Regions from separate parts of the Pan troglodytes genome. Here regions 1 and 3 are each linked to region 2. A link is a contact called in public HiChIP or PLAC-seq data. All regions are on one chromosome and are shown on one strand. The core of a region is the stretch at or near the end of the contact, and the rest is flanking DNA. Distances in the headings are between cores, read along the strand shown. Region 1 holds the start of TRIM62 (tripartite motif containing 62). Region 2 holds the start of ZSCAN20 (zinc finger and SCAN domain containing 20). Region 3 holds the start of ZNF362 (zinc finger protein 362).

What was found. HiChIP or PLAC-seq counts read pairs in DNA pulled down with a chosen protein or histone mark.
Region 1: an H3K4me3 HiChIP or PLAC-seq map of stem cell-derived excitatory neurons shows a contact between it and region 2, with 5 times the contacts expected there. The contact joins the promoter of TRIM62 here to the promoter of ZSCAN20 in region 2. A contact is called at or near these places in 1 of 1 datasets of contacts at active chromatin or transcription factors (stem cell-derived excitatory neurons) and 1 of 1 other capture datasets (stem cell-derived neural stem cells).
Region 3: an H3K4me3 HiChIP or PLAC-seq map of stem cell-derived excitatory neurons shows a contact between it and region 2, with 8 times the contacts expected there. The contact joins the promoter of ZNF362 here to the promoter of ZSCAN20 in region 2. A contact is called at or near these places in 2 of 7 Hi-C or Micro-C datasets (induced pluripotent stem cells and stem cell-derived neural progenitor cells) and 1 of 1 datasets of contacts at active chromatin or transcription factors (stem cell-derived excitatory neurons).

What each region holds. Positions count from the first base shown.
Region 1 is chr1:197,791,877-197,795,795 of NHGRI_mPanTro3-v2.0_pri, reverse strand. It overlaps TRIM62 (tripartite motif containing 62), which reads right to left and starts at 2,116. Exons shown (of 6, transcript XM_063783061.1): 1 at 1,996-2,116; 2 at 1,027-1,496. The coding sequence starts at 1,434. All of the region lies in intron 2 of ZNF362 (zinc finger protein 362), which reads left to right.
Region 2 is chr1:197,499,694-197,503,413 of NHGRI_mPanTro3-v2.0_pri, reverse strand. It overlaps ZSCAN20 (zinc finger and SCAN domain containing 20), which reads left to right and starts at 1,453. Exons shown (of 8, transcript XM_009453334.5): 1 at 1,453-1,981.
Region 3 is chr1:197,845,134-197,848,931 of NHGRI_mPanTro3-v2.0_pri, reverse strand. It overlaps ZNF362 (zinc finger protein 362), which reads left to right and starts at 1,397. Exons shown (of 9, transcript XM_054665602.2): 1 at 1,397-1,668. The coding sequence starts at 1,649.

The DNA of each region.
Region 1 (3,919 bases), core at 867-3,366, 290 kb before region 2:
TTTGTTTGTTTGTTTGACCAGTGGAGCTTGGAGAAGGCTTCACGGAGAGGATATTTGAGCAAGGCCTTAAAAGTTGAGTAGGAGTTTGTCAGTGAAGACAGGAAGTCTTAAGGGAGACCGATTAGAGTTCTATGCCAACTATGCTCAGGTCACTCTGCATGTACCGTTTCACTTAGTCTTCAAAAGTCCTGATGTGGGGGACAGAGCCAAAGAGGTCATCAAAAACCTCTAGAGACTCCTAGAGGTCTAGCCCCTCCCTTCTTGAATCACCTTACATCTGGGCCTTATTCTCCAAATCTTTACCTTAAAGTCCTGCCCCCACTCAACCTGGCCTCTACTCTGGCTTAAATCTAAACTTGTTGTAGAGTATCTGGACCTGATCTCAGTCTTAACCCCTCATACACCTTGGCCTAATCCTCAGTACTCAAACCTGCCCTCTCAGCACTTTGGCACCCTAACTTATACCCCTCTATTAGGTTTCACCCTCACCTGTCCAACACATTCTAGCCCCCGTACTCCTCTTAGTCCTGATGCACATCTGATCCAGTCTCCGCCCCCACAGAACCCCCAGCCTGCCAGAGCTCAGCTACCCGGTTTAATACAGACCCATCCTCGCGGCCTCGCCCTCAGTCTGACAGTGGCCCTGCCTTTGCCCGGCTCTGATTCCGCTTCGTCCACAACCCTGCCCCAGCCCAGTATCTGGTCCACTTCTGATCTCACTTGTTTCCGCCATCCCATCCGCATCCCCGACTTCTCCCTAACCGCGGACCAGCCGGTACTCCAGGTCTGTCTCAGATCCCTCAGGGTCCGGACTGCCCAAGGCCCCGCCCCCACGGTCCCGCCCTGCGGCGGCCCCGCCCCTCCCTGCCCCGCGTTACTCCTGATAGGGCCCTGACCCGGCTGGCGGCCCCGCCCCAGGACCATTCTGACTGGGCCTGGCCCGCGGTCCAGCCCTGACCCCACCCCCCTCCCGGCCCCACCTCCAGCCCGGCCCCGCCTCTTCCCCAGGCAGGCCCGGCAGCGCACCTGCAGCTCGTCGAAGGCGTCGTCTATGCCGGTGACCTGATGCTGCTCGTGCAGCGCAGGCTCGTCGCAGAAGAAGCAGAGCAGCGCGCGGTCCGTGAGGCAGAAGAGCTTGACCTTGTCGTGCGCCTGGCAGGGTCGCGCGGCGCGGCGCGCGTTGAGGATGGCGTCCAGCGGGAAGGCGCTGTAGCGCTCCACGATGTTGGCCAGCTTGAGGCTGGGCGCCAGCGCGGGCTCGGCGAACGTGCGCCGGCACTCGGGGCAGTCGCGGGCGCCCTGAGCCTCCTGCCGCACCCAGTGCTCGGTGATGCAGCGGCGGCAGAAGTAATGCTCGCAGCCCAGGCTCACCGGGTCCTGGTAGATGCTCAGGCAGATGGAGCACAGCAGCTCGTCCTTGAGGCTGCACGCCATGGCGCCGGGGGCAGCAGAGAGGGGGGCCCGAGGGGCAGGGGGGCGGCTGAGAGAGCGCGGCGCTGTCGGAGGCAGCACCGAGGGCTGGGCGCGGGGACGAGGCCCGCACAGGCAGGGGTAGGAGCTACCGGAGAAGGGAGGGGGTGCTGTCCGGAAGGAGGGTAACGCGAGGAAGGGGTGCGCGGCTGAGACTCCGTGGGACGCCAGCCCGGGAGGGCAGTCTAGAGGTAGTGGGCAGCTCAAGGCGATGGGCGCTGGGAGGAGGCTGTGAGCGGCTGAGGGACGGAGATCCTGACGGGGAGGTTCTAGGGGGCGGGGCAGTCCTAAGGGATAGGAGCTGGGAGAAGGGGATCCCGGAGCGGGGTGGAGCCCTTGAGGGGGTCGAAATCCCGGGGTGGGGGCGGTGCGGGGAGGGCGAAAAGCTGGGGATGGGGAATCCTGGGGGAGGGGGCAGCCAGGCCGAGCCGTACATTGGCTGTGACCGGCAGAGAAGAGGAGGGGTGCCGGCCCGCTCAGCTGCCGGATCCCGGCCCCAAACCCTGGCCCAGCGCGACCCCTTACCCCCGCGAGCTTAGCAGCCACCGCTTCGGTCCAGCGCAGCCTCTCAACCCGGAACCAGCCGAATCCGAGCAGCCGGTGGCCGCGGCTGCCTCCCCGCCCCCGTGGGCGGGACCCAAGCAACTCCGCCCCCGCAGCGGGCGGGGGAGGGGCGGGGCCACCAGCCGGTTGACCCCGCCCCACCCCCACCATCCTCCAGCTCCCGGGGAAGCGAAGCCCAGCTGTTCCTTCGGGGTGTGTACTTGGAACTGCATCCAGGTCTCGCTTAGGGTCCCCGCGGCGAGGCGGAGCAGCTAATTTGAGAGCACAACAAATAAACAAGGAGCATCTTTCTGGATCATCGATTTGAAGATGTAGAAAAAATCATATTTTGTATTAAAACGAACAAGAATTTATTTGGAATACAACTTCTGCATAAAATATAAAGATAAAACTCTTGAAATGCCCTGCTTGCTTAGAGCAAGTTCAAGGCCCTCACACTCCTAAGCCCTGGGGTCCCATTTCCTCTTCACTTTCTTAAGGAGTGCTTGGGGAGAAGTTTGGAAAGCCCTGGCTAACATCTGGCCCCGGAGGCTGCCTCCATTGGCAAACAATTCTGGAGTGCTGTATTTGTGTGTGTGTGTGTGTGTGTGTGTGTGTGTGTGTGTGTGTTAAGGCGGTGAGGGGTGGAGCAGGAGAGAGGGAGAAAAAGTAATAGGAGAACTTGTCTTGCGTGCCAGATGGAGAGGGGATAAGGGATTTCTAGGCAGAGGAGACAGCCTGTGCAAAAGCATAGAGGCGTGAAAGGGGAGGGTGCAGTGAAGGAAGTGCGAGTAATTCTGTACCGTTGGGGGTGGGGTGGAGAAGGAGCCTGGGTGGGCTGGAGGGCATTGTGGGTCATGGTAAAGAATTTCTTGAAGGCATGGGGCTTTCAGGCAAGGGAATGACCTGGTCCGATTGGGTTTCAGGAAGTCTCAGAGATAATCATTATACCATCTGCAAGGTGAAGAAGACAGGGAGCTTTTCCAATGTGTCTGCGCATGCACAGCACTCAGCACACAGTAAAGGTGTGTAGCTGAATAACCGCATCAACGCCCTGGGTTGCAGGAGGAAGGAAAGACTGGGCACCCCTAAGGTGCTGTTGTCATCGTGCCTGCAGGAGGCGAGACCCGAACTGGGGCCCCAACAGTGGGTAAGGAGAGAAGACTAGGGTATTGCAAGTACAGACACGGTGACATTTGGTGATGGTTGGATACGGGGGTGAGGGAAATGAGCCATAGAGGGTGGCTACCAGTTTCTGCCTCCTCCAGAAATATCTTCATTGGTGTTAAACTTTATTGAGGTAAAGTTTATGAAAAAGCTCTCAGTTTAGTTCTCTATGGTTAACACTTTCTCCATCACACCCTCATCTGGCCCAGAATCTCCATCATTGTGAGAAAAATAGTTGGTTGCTCATGCAACAGCAGTTTCTCAACTTTTTCTTATGGGCAGAGCCCTGATTTTGTTCAGGTGGCCCCCTTCCCCAAGTGACCCAAGGAAGGCTGACCCCAGCCCATTTCCAGGAGTGAGCCTTGTTTGGTCCAAGTCCATTATGGTGGTCTCATGGAGTGAGTCTTGTTTGGTCCAAGTCCATTATGGTGGTCTCATTCCTCTTGCCAGTGACGGTTTGGGCAGGTCCAGCCTGAAAAACTAAAGGGGAAGCCTATGGCAGAGAGGGGTTTTCAGGAAACGGTCTCTTTACTTTGCAAAACAGTCTGCCCCCTTTGCTGGGATATGTTTGGTGGCAATGCTTGGAATAGCAACAGCCATCTTGCTCCCAGTCTGAGAATGCAGCAAATACAGAAGGGAGGGCAAGGCCAAGAGAGTCCTAGGGAAGAGAAGCTTTTATTCTGATGCAGAGTCTGGACTTCAGGATATGTGAGATGGTCCATCTTATTGCATAAGCCAG
Region 2 (3,720 bases), core at 204-2,703:
TCTTCCTCTTAGGGCAGATGATGCTGAAGTGGACACGTCCTTACCTGACCCTGCAAAGCTGCCTCTCCAGCTTCAGATCCTGACACGCTCTCAAATGTTTCCGGCTCCCTTGGCATCCCACACTGTTGCACTGTCCCTCCCCATCTCAAACCCTCCTACTTCCACATATGGTCTCTTCCTCATGCAGTGTAGGACCTTTGGAGTCACATGCCTAGGGGGTGACAAATCCCAGCCCTGGTTCTTATTGGCTCTGTGATCTTGAGCAGGTCACTTCGTTTCTCTAAGTCTCATTCCCTCTTTGTAAAGTGGAGCAAACAATACCAATCTCATAGGGCTACTGTGAGACTTCAACACCAAGGAGTATTTACGGGTTGTTATTATGTTTACTGAGTAAAATCACATGAGTTATTACTACAAATAAGTTGGAACACGTTTCACAGAGAAGGAATTTAAACTGGGTCGTTAAAGCTAAGAATTCTCCTATTTTAACACTAGCCAACATGCATTGAGCTCTTACCACATGCTAGGTATTGTCAATTTTCCCTAAGCCACATAACCATTGGTAATAATAATAATAGCTAATGATTATGTATTTTATTGTATTTTCTATTTTTTAAAATAGAGACGAGGTCTCACTTCGCTGCCCAGGCTGGTCTCAAACTCCTGGACTAAAGTGATCCTTCCGTCTCAGCCTCCCAGAGGGCTGGGATTACGGGCATGAGCCTCCGTGCCTGGACTAGCTAATGATTATTAAACACTTCCTGTGTGTCAGACATGTGTCACGCTCTTTACATACCTTCTCCCATTTATTCCTCTCAACAACCGTCTCAGGAAGAGGCAAGTATTATCGTTCCCATTTTACAGTTGGGAAAATGCAGGTATAAAGAAGCTAAGTAATTTGCCCAAGGTTTCACAACGCGGGTGGTATGACCTGTATCCTTCATTTGAAAGTAAGAACTTTCAGACACAAGCAGCTTGACTTCAGAGACTTTTACCTAAATAGTCTCATTTAACCTTCATAACACCCTGTGATGCAAGTTCTCTTACATTACTTGCATTTTATAGATGAAAATTCCAAAGACAAAATAGATGGCAGTAATTTGTTCAAGGCCACACAGCTGCGAAGTAGTTGAGTTGGGATTTGGATCCATGTCTGACTACAAAGCCCACATTCTCAACACCATATTAGATTGTTCATGCCCCAAAGTATTCACAGTGGTACAGAGCACCCGCATTTATATGAGGATTATTTTGTAATAATGATTAACATTCTTCCAACACCTAGGAAGTGCCAAGCTCTGTACTAACTGATTTACATAATAATAGCTAACAATCGCTGTGCATTATTAGGAGCCAGGCCCTGAGCTAATCGTTTTAGGTGTATTATCTCATTGAAAGTTCACAAAACTCTGTGACATGGATGCCATTACTACCCTCATTTTATGGGTGAAGAGAACGAGGTTCAGAATTCTTCCAAAGTCACACAGCTTAGCTGTAAGCTGGAAATTAAAGCTACAACTGTCCAGTTCTCTCCTGCCTATCGGGCTGGTCACCTCTAGTCATTCTCTCTTCTTATTTCTTATTGTGTCTGCTTTGATCTTTCAGGGTCTGAGGCTCTCACTTCGACCCCTCAATAGAACTGGGCCCCCTTCTGCTCGAGTGCCCTCCCATTGGGCGGTACTGTTATCCGGGAGCCTATGGAAAAGGCCAGGATCGCAACAGGTCCCGCCCCCATGTGTCGCGCCCGTTCCGATTTGTTCCAGTGCCAGGGTCCGTTAGAAGATGACATATCTATTGGCTGAAGACGTCTGAAAGGCAGCAAACGGAGGGGGCCGCCCCCGGCGCTCGCGCGGTTCCTTCTGGGAATTGTGGTCTCAGACGTTCCATTCCCAGGGTGGCGCCGCTCGGACTCCGCGTCCCAGCATTCCCTGCACGAGCCCGGGAGCACTTCCGCCCTGTTGTGAAGTGGGTGTCTCGGTGGGTGAGTCCGGGTGGCGGGGCGGGGGCAGCTGAGACGCAGGCTCTGGGCTGGAGACTTAGGAGGTGGTGGTGACACAGGGGGCTGGGGAAGGTGAGAGGGGAGAAAGAAGCTTATATGTGGGGGTGGAGGGTGAGGGACGGTCAAAGGATGTAGAGGCCGGAGATGGGAAGGGTCATACAGGGGTCGGGGATGAGGAGGCGATAGAGGGCCCTGGGAATGAGGAGGGCCTTAGAAGGGTCTGAAGGTGAGGGGGTTGAGGGAGGTTTTGGAGGTGGGAGGGTCATAGAAAGGTCTGGAGACCACAGAGGAAAGGATAGAGGGTCTGGGGCCCTGGCAAGAAGTGAAGAGGGCCTGAGCTTGAAGCCCGACCTTAAAAATAGTGTTTCAATCTCTACCTTCCCGTCTAGAACAAGCATATCTAATTTGTTACCTCCCTAATGATTGTTACCTCTGGAACCCAGTGGATGGGACTGGCTATTGTGTTCTGCCCCAAACCTGCACTTCTTTCCTTATGTCTTATGGAAGTCAGTGGCACGATCATCCCATTTACCTACCTACCTACCTACTTACCCACTGATTCCTCTTGCATTCTTCCACGTCCAAGGATCTTCCGATCTTTAATTTCTTTAATATCTTTTCAGTCGGCCTCTTTCTTGTAGGGTTTTCGCAGAAGCCTTTTCAGTTTCCCAGCATGAACACACACATTGCACCTAGTGTGATCTGTTTCACCTACAAATCTGATTATGCCTTCTGCTTGAAAACCTTCATTGGCACCCAGCACCTGTAAAGTCCAAACACCTTGTCCTTCATAAACTCCTTTTGCAGCCTAATCTTCATGCACCTCACACTCCAGGGCTGTCAAGGTTTTCCTCATTTCCTGGGTAGGCCATTTGGTTTTCCATCATTATATATGCTGTTCTCTCAGCTTAGAATATTCTCTCCTTGCCCTTCACCTTCTTTGCCAAGAGAACTTCTTTAACTTAAAAAAATTTCAACTCTTACTTTGCTCAATTCCCTTAAGCAAATTAAGTCACCCCCAACCCTCAGCTCCCATAACTTCTCCTATTACCACATTTGATCATAATTATCTGTGAAGTGTGTGTCTCTTCCATTAGACTGTGAACATCTCCAGGACAGGAACAGTGTCTCAATCACCTCTGTTTCCCCATTGCCCAGTCTAGAGCAGTAAACACTTGATGTAAAGCAGTAAATACTTGATGTATGTATGTGTGAATGAAGACCATGCAGGGTAAGCTTTGCTATACCAGCCTTGAAGACTTCTATTGCCAGTGGATTTCCAGGGCAGGAGCTTTAGTCTTCCTCTGCCTGGCAAGGCTATCTGCTGGAAGCTGAAGCTGATTCATTGCCAATGGGAGTTTAAGCCAGGGGTGACAAATACATGGAATGTGTGCTGCCAGTGCCCCTTCCTGTGTCCCTGGCAGTCATGGCTAATTGGTTGGTTCACAGCACATATTCACACAGTACTCAGAGCCCTCAGCACACTACTCTAGGCAGCCACTTCCAGTTGATTGAAGTTTCTGCTTTAAATGAAACCTATTTGCTCTCCCTGGCTTAAGCCCTGATGTGTGAGGTCAGGTCAGACTGCTTTAAGCCATAGCTTGGACTGTCAGCCAAATGGGCCTGACAGCCTTTAAGAGTTCCCAGTTTTTTCTCTTTGGAGGTCACAGACCAGTCTTGGCCTTTCCTGTGGAACTGGAGAGCATCTTCTCTTCCCTTTT
Region 3 (3,798 bases), core at 148-2,647, 350 kb before region 2:
TTTGAATTCAGAAAAACAATGAGTAATTTTTTAGCATACGTGTCTCATTGCAATATTTGGGATAGTCTTATACTAAAGCATTACTCGTCGTTTACCTGAAATTCAACTTCAACTGGGCATCCTGCATTTTATTTGCTAAATATGGTAACCCTACTCTGGCAAGTCCCTGTACGCTGCATGTCCCTCTCTGGGTTTCGCTTTCTCCATCGGTGGAATGGGCACAGTTCTGTGAGACTTGCCTCAGGGATTCCTCAGGCTGAGCAAATACCCTCATGGATCGTCCCTTTGTCCTGGTGAGTCGTATGGGAAGCGCGCTTGTCTGAGGAGTTTTTCGCTGTGTAAATACGAGAAGCTCCTTCCTCCAAAAGCCTCCGTTTTCTCATCTGAGCATATGAGACTCTCAGAAGTGGAAACGATTGCCTGGCGGAGCCATGACTGCTCAGCTTCCAGCCACCGGAACCCCCAGCTCACAGCCCCCATCCCTTGAGGCCACGGTCTTCCGGTAGCGTAAAGTCACTTCCGTATTCGAGAGACTTCTAGGCTTCGAGCCACGCGATGTCGCGCCCTCTGGCGGCTGGGAGGAGGGACCGACTTTACCAAACGGTGAGAAGGAACAGGGAAGTCCGTTGGTTGAAAGACGGAGAGGCGCAGCTCAGTCTTCCAACCTCAACCAATGTTAAACCGAACCTTCGCCGAGGGCGGGGCTCTCACGGGAAAGGGGTCAACCCAGGACTGAGGCGGCGTGGGAAGCGGGCGACCTTATCTCTGCTCAGCTGGAAAAAGGCCCGGGGTAACACCGGAAGTGGGCTTATTTGCGCATCAGCTACTTTCGCTTCTACTTAAAAACGGAGGATCTGGGTAAAAGAACCGAAAGGCTGTACGAACCTAAGACTTGTCTCCGATGTCCTTCTCAACCATCAATTTCATATGCGAGGGAAAACACCTGCTGGGTTCACGCAGAATATAAAGGTCTTTGAAATAATTCTTGATCTCTAGGCCAAGGAGTTTTACATTTTAAAATAATCAAGCGTGCCTACTGCTTGCCAGGCCCTGCTCTCGCCTTCACTCGCATTATTCAATTAATCGACACAGGCCTGTGCAGTGCGTCTTAATGACAAGGACTCCTACCCTCCACTGCCTGTGTTGGAATCCTGGTTCTGCCAGTTATTAGCTGTGTATCCTGGCCTAAGTCACTCTCTGCCACAGTTTCTGACTCTGTAAAATAGGATAATAGTATCTACCTTATACCATTATTCTAAAGATAAATAAATTTAACATATTTAGGTTGGGCATGGTAGCTCACACCTGTAATCCCAGCACTTTGGGAGGCCGAAGGTGGAAGGATTGTTTGAGCCCAGGAGTTCAAGACCAGCCCGGGTAAAATAGTGAAACTCCCCACCTCTCCAAAAAAAAAAAAAAAAAAAAAAAAAAAAAAAAAAAAAATTAGCCAGGCGTGGTGGCAAGCACCTGCGGTCCCAGCTACTCTGGAGGCTGAGGTGGGAGGAGGATTGCTTGAGCCTGGGAGGTCGAGGCTTCAGTGAGCCGTGAGTGGGGCACTGCACTCCAGTTTGGGCAACAGAGTGAGACCTCGTCTCCAAAAGAACAAAAAATTTAACGTATTTAAAGCACTCAGAACAGCACCTGACACATGGTAACCACAGTAACCAGGTAAGTTATTTTCATTTACAAATTGAGAAATGAGGCTTACGTATGAAGTAACTTGTCTAGAACAGATAGCAACTAGTGGAGGCAGGTTGGGAAAGTCTCTGCCTAATCTGAATCTCAATCACTATACCTGCCCCACCCTCTTCCTGTGTCTACAGGGAGCCTGTGATGATCCTAATTGCCTTTAAAGCATCAGATGTATTTATTTGGTAGCATCCTATTACAAAGTGGCTGCTCTCTGGGCATTTTTGTAATTTTAATGAAGTTGGTGAGGTCCTATAACTTGTCTCTCAGACCAGGGGCAAGGCTTCTGGGAGAAGTCAGAATGGATGGCTTCAAGATCCACCTCCTACTAAATCCTACTTATGGAAAAATCAGTAGAAATGAACTTCTGAACATGTTACATTTGAGATCTTTTCAGATATCCAAGTGGAGATAATTGTGATTTGGTGTGGTAAGTGCTGTGTTAGTGGAAAGCACAGGGCACCAAGGGAGGTCTGATTAGGGATAGATAAAGCTGCCGGCCAGGATTAGGACAGGCGTGGCAAAAGCAGCAGGTCTTGGTGAATGAGTAGGAGTTGGCCAGGTAGAAAAGTCTGGGGAAGTTGAGAGGAGCATTCCAGACCAGGGCACTGGCGTGTACAAGGGAATGGTAGTTTGATGATTCAGAGCCCTTTCTGGGAACTGGAGTATAGGATGGAAGGTAAGAATGGAATGGAGATTGGGGGCATATTACGAAGAAGTGATCTAAGAAGACACTTCTTATCAACTAAGACAGACCCTAAGATTAAGGAAACCAAAGTTAAAGTTACCTATGGGTTGGGGGTTCATCATATCCCTCCTAACTCTGATTTACAACCCAAGACCGCTACAACTCTGATTGGACAGAGGACCGGCCTTACAAACATTCTCTTCTGATAAGCAACTGCAGACCTTAAGCCAGTTTCACCAGCTGATAAAGGCGGTACACAGACTGTCTTTGGGTCCTGTGGTTCATCTTTTGATATAAAGAGTCAAATTCTACCTCATTTTAATGCAAAAATTCTGCCCCAAAGTGAGCATGGGATGAGTGTTACATATATGTTTACGCATTGTGCATGCACTCAGCTCCCCTCATAAATATAGTCTTCCCCCACAATCTGCTAAATATGTATGACTCTGTTGTGTAAATATGGACCTTGTGAGGCATAAAACCCAACCTGCTCCTTCCCTTCTCGAAGAGAAAACACGTTTGGTCCACACTGGAGATTCTCTTCCTGGTTTGCAAACTAATATCACCGATAAAGCTCTCCTTTTCTACTATTTACCCATTCTGGTGATCTTTTGGACAATAAAGGGTGATGTTCCGAAGTATCAGCAAGACATCAGAATTTCTGAGCGGGGGAGAGAGGAGGTCAGCTTTGCACATTATTTATTTATTTATTTTGAGACGGAGTTTTGCTTTTGTTGATCAGGCTGGAGTGCAGTGGGGTCATCTCGGCTCACTGCAGCCTCTGCCTCCCGGGTTCAAGCGATTCTCCTGCCTCAGCCTCCCGAGTAGTTGGGATTACAGGCATGAGCCACCATGCCTGGCTAATTTTGTATTTTTAGTAGAGATGGGGTTTCACCATGTTGGTCAGGCTAGTCTCAAACTCCTGACCTCACGTGATCCACCTGCCTTGGCCTCCCAAAGTGCTGGGATTACAGGTATGAACCACTGCACCTGGCCGTAGCTTTGCACTTTAGATGGTGCACTAGGAGGCAAGGAAGAGGATGCGGTAGGCAGTCTCTGAGTTGTCCTTAATGATTTCACATCCCAGTATTCACACCCTGGTGTGATTTCCTCCCCTTGAGTATGGATGGAATTTATTGATTCCATTCTAATGAATAGAATATGTTAGAAGTGACGGGTTGTCATTTCTGAGATTCGATTACAAAAACTCCCTGTGGCTTCTGTTTTGGGCACCTTCTCTTGCTCTCTTGCTCACTTGCTCTTAGGGAACACAGCAGCCATCTTGTGAACTGCCCTGTGGGTAGGTCTGTGTGTCAAAGAACAGATGACTAATCAACAGCTAGCAAGGACTTGAGGCCTTCTAACAGCTGTGAGTGAGCTTGAAAGTAGATCCTCCCCCAGGCAAGCCTTAGAATGACTGC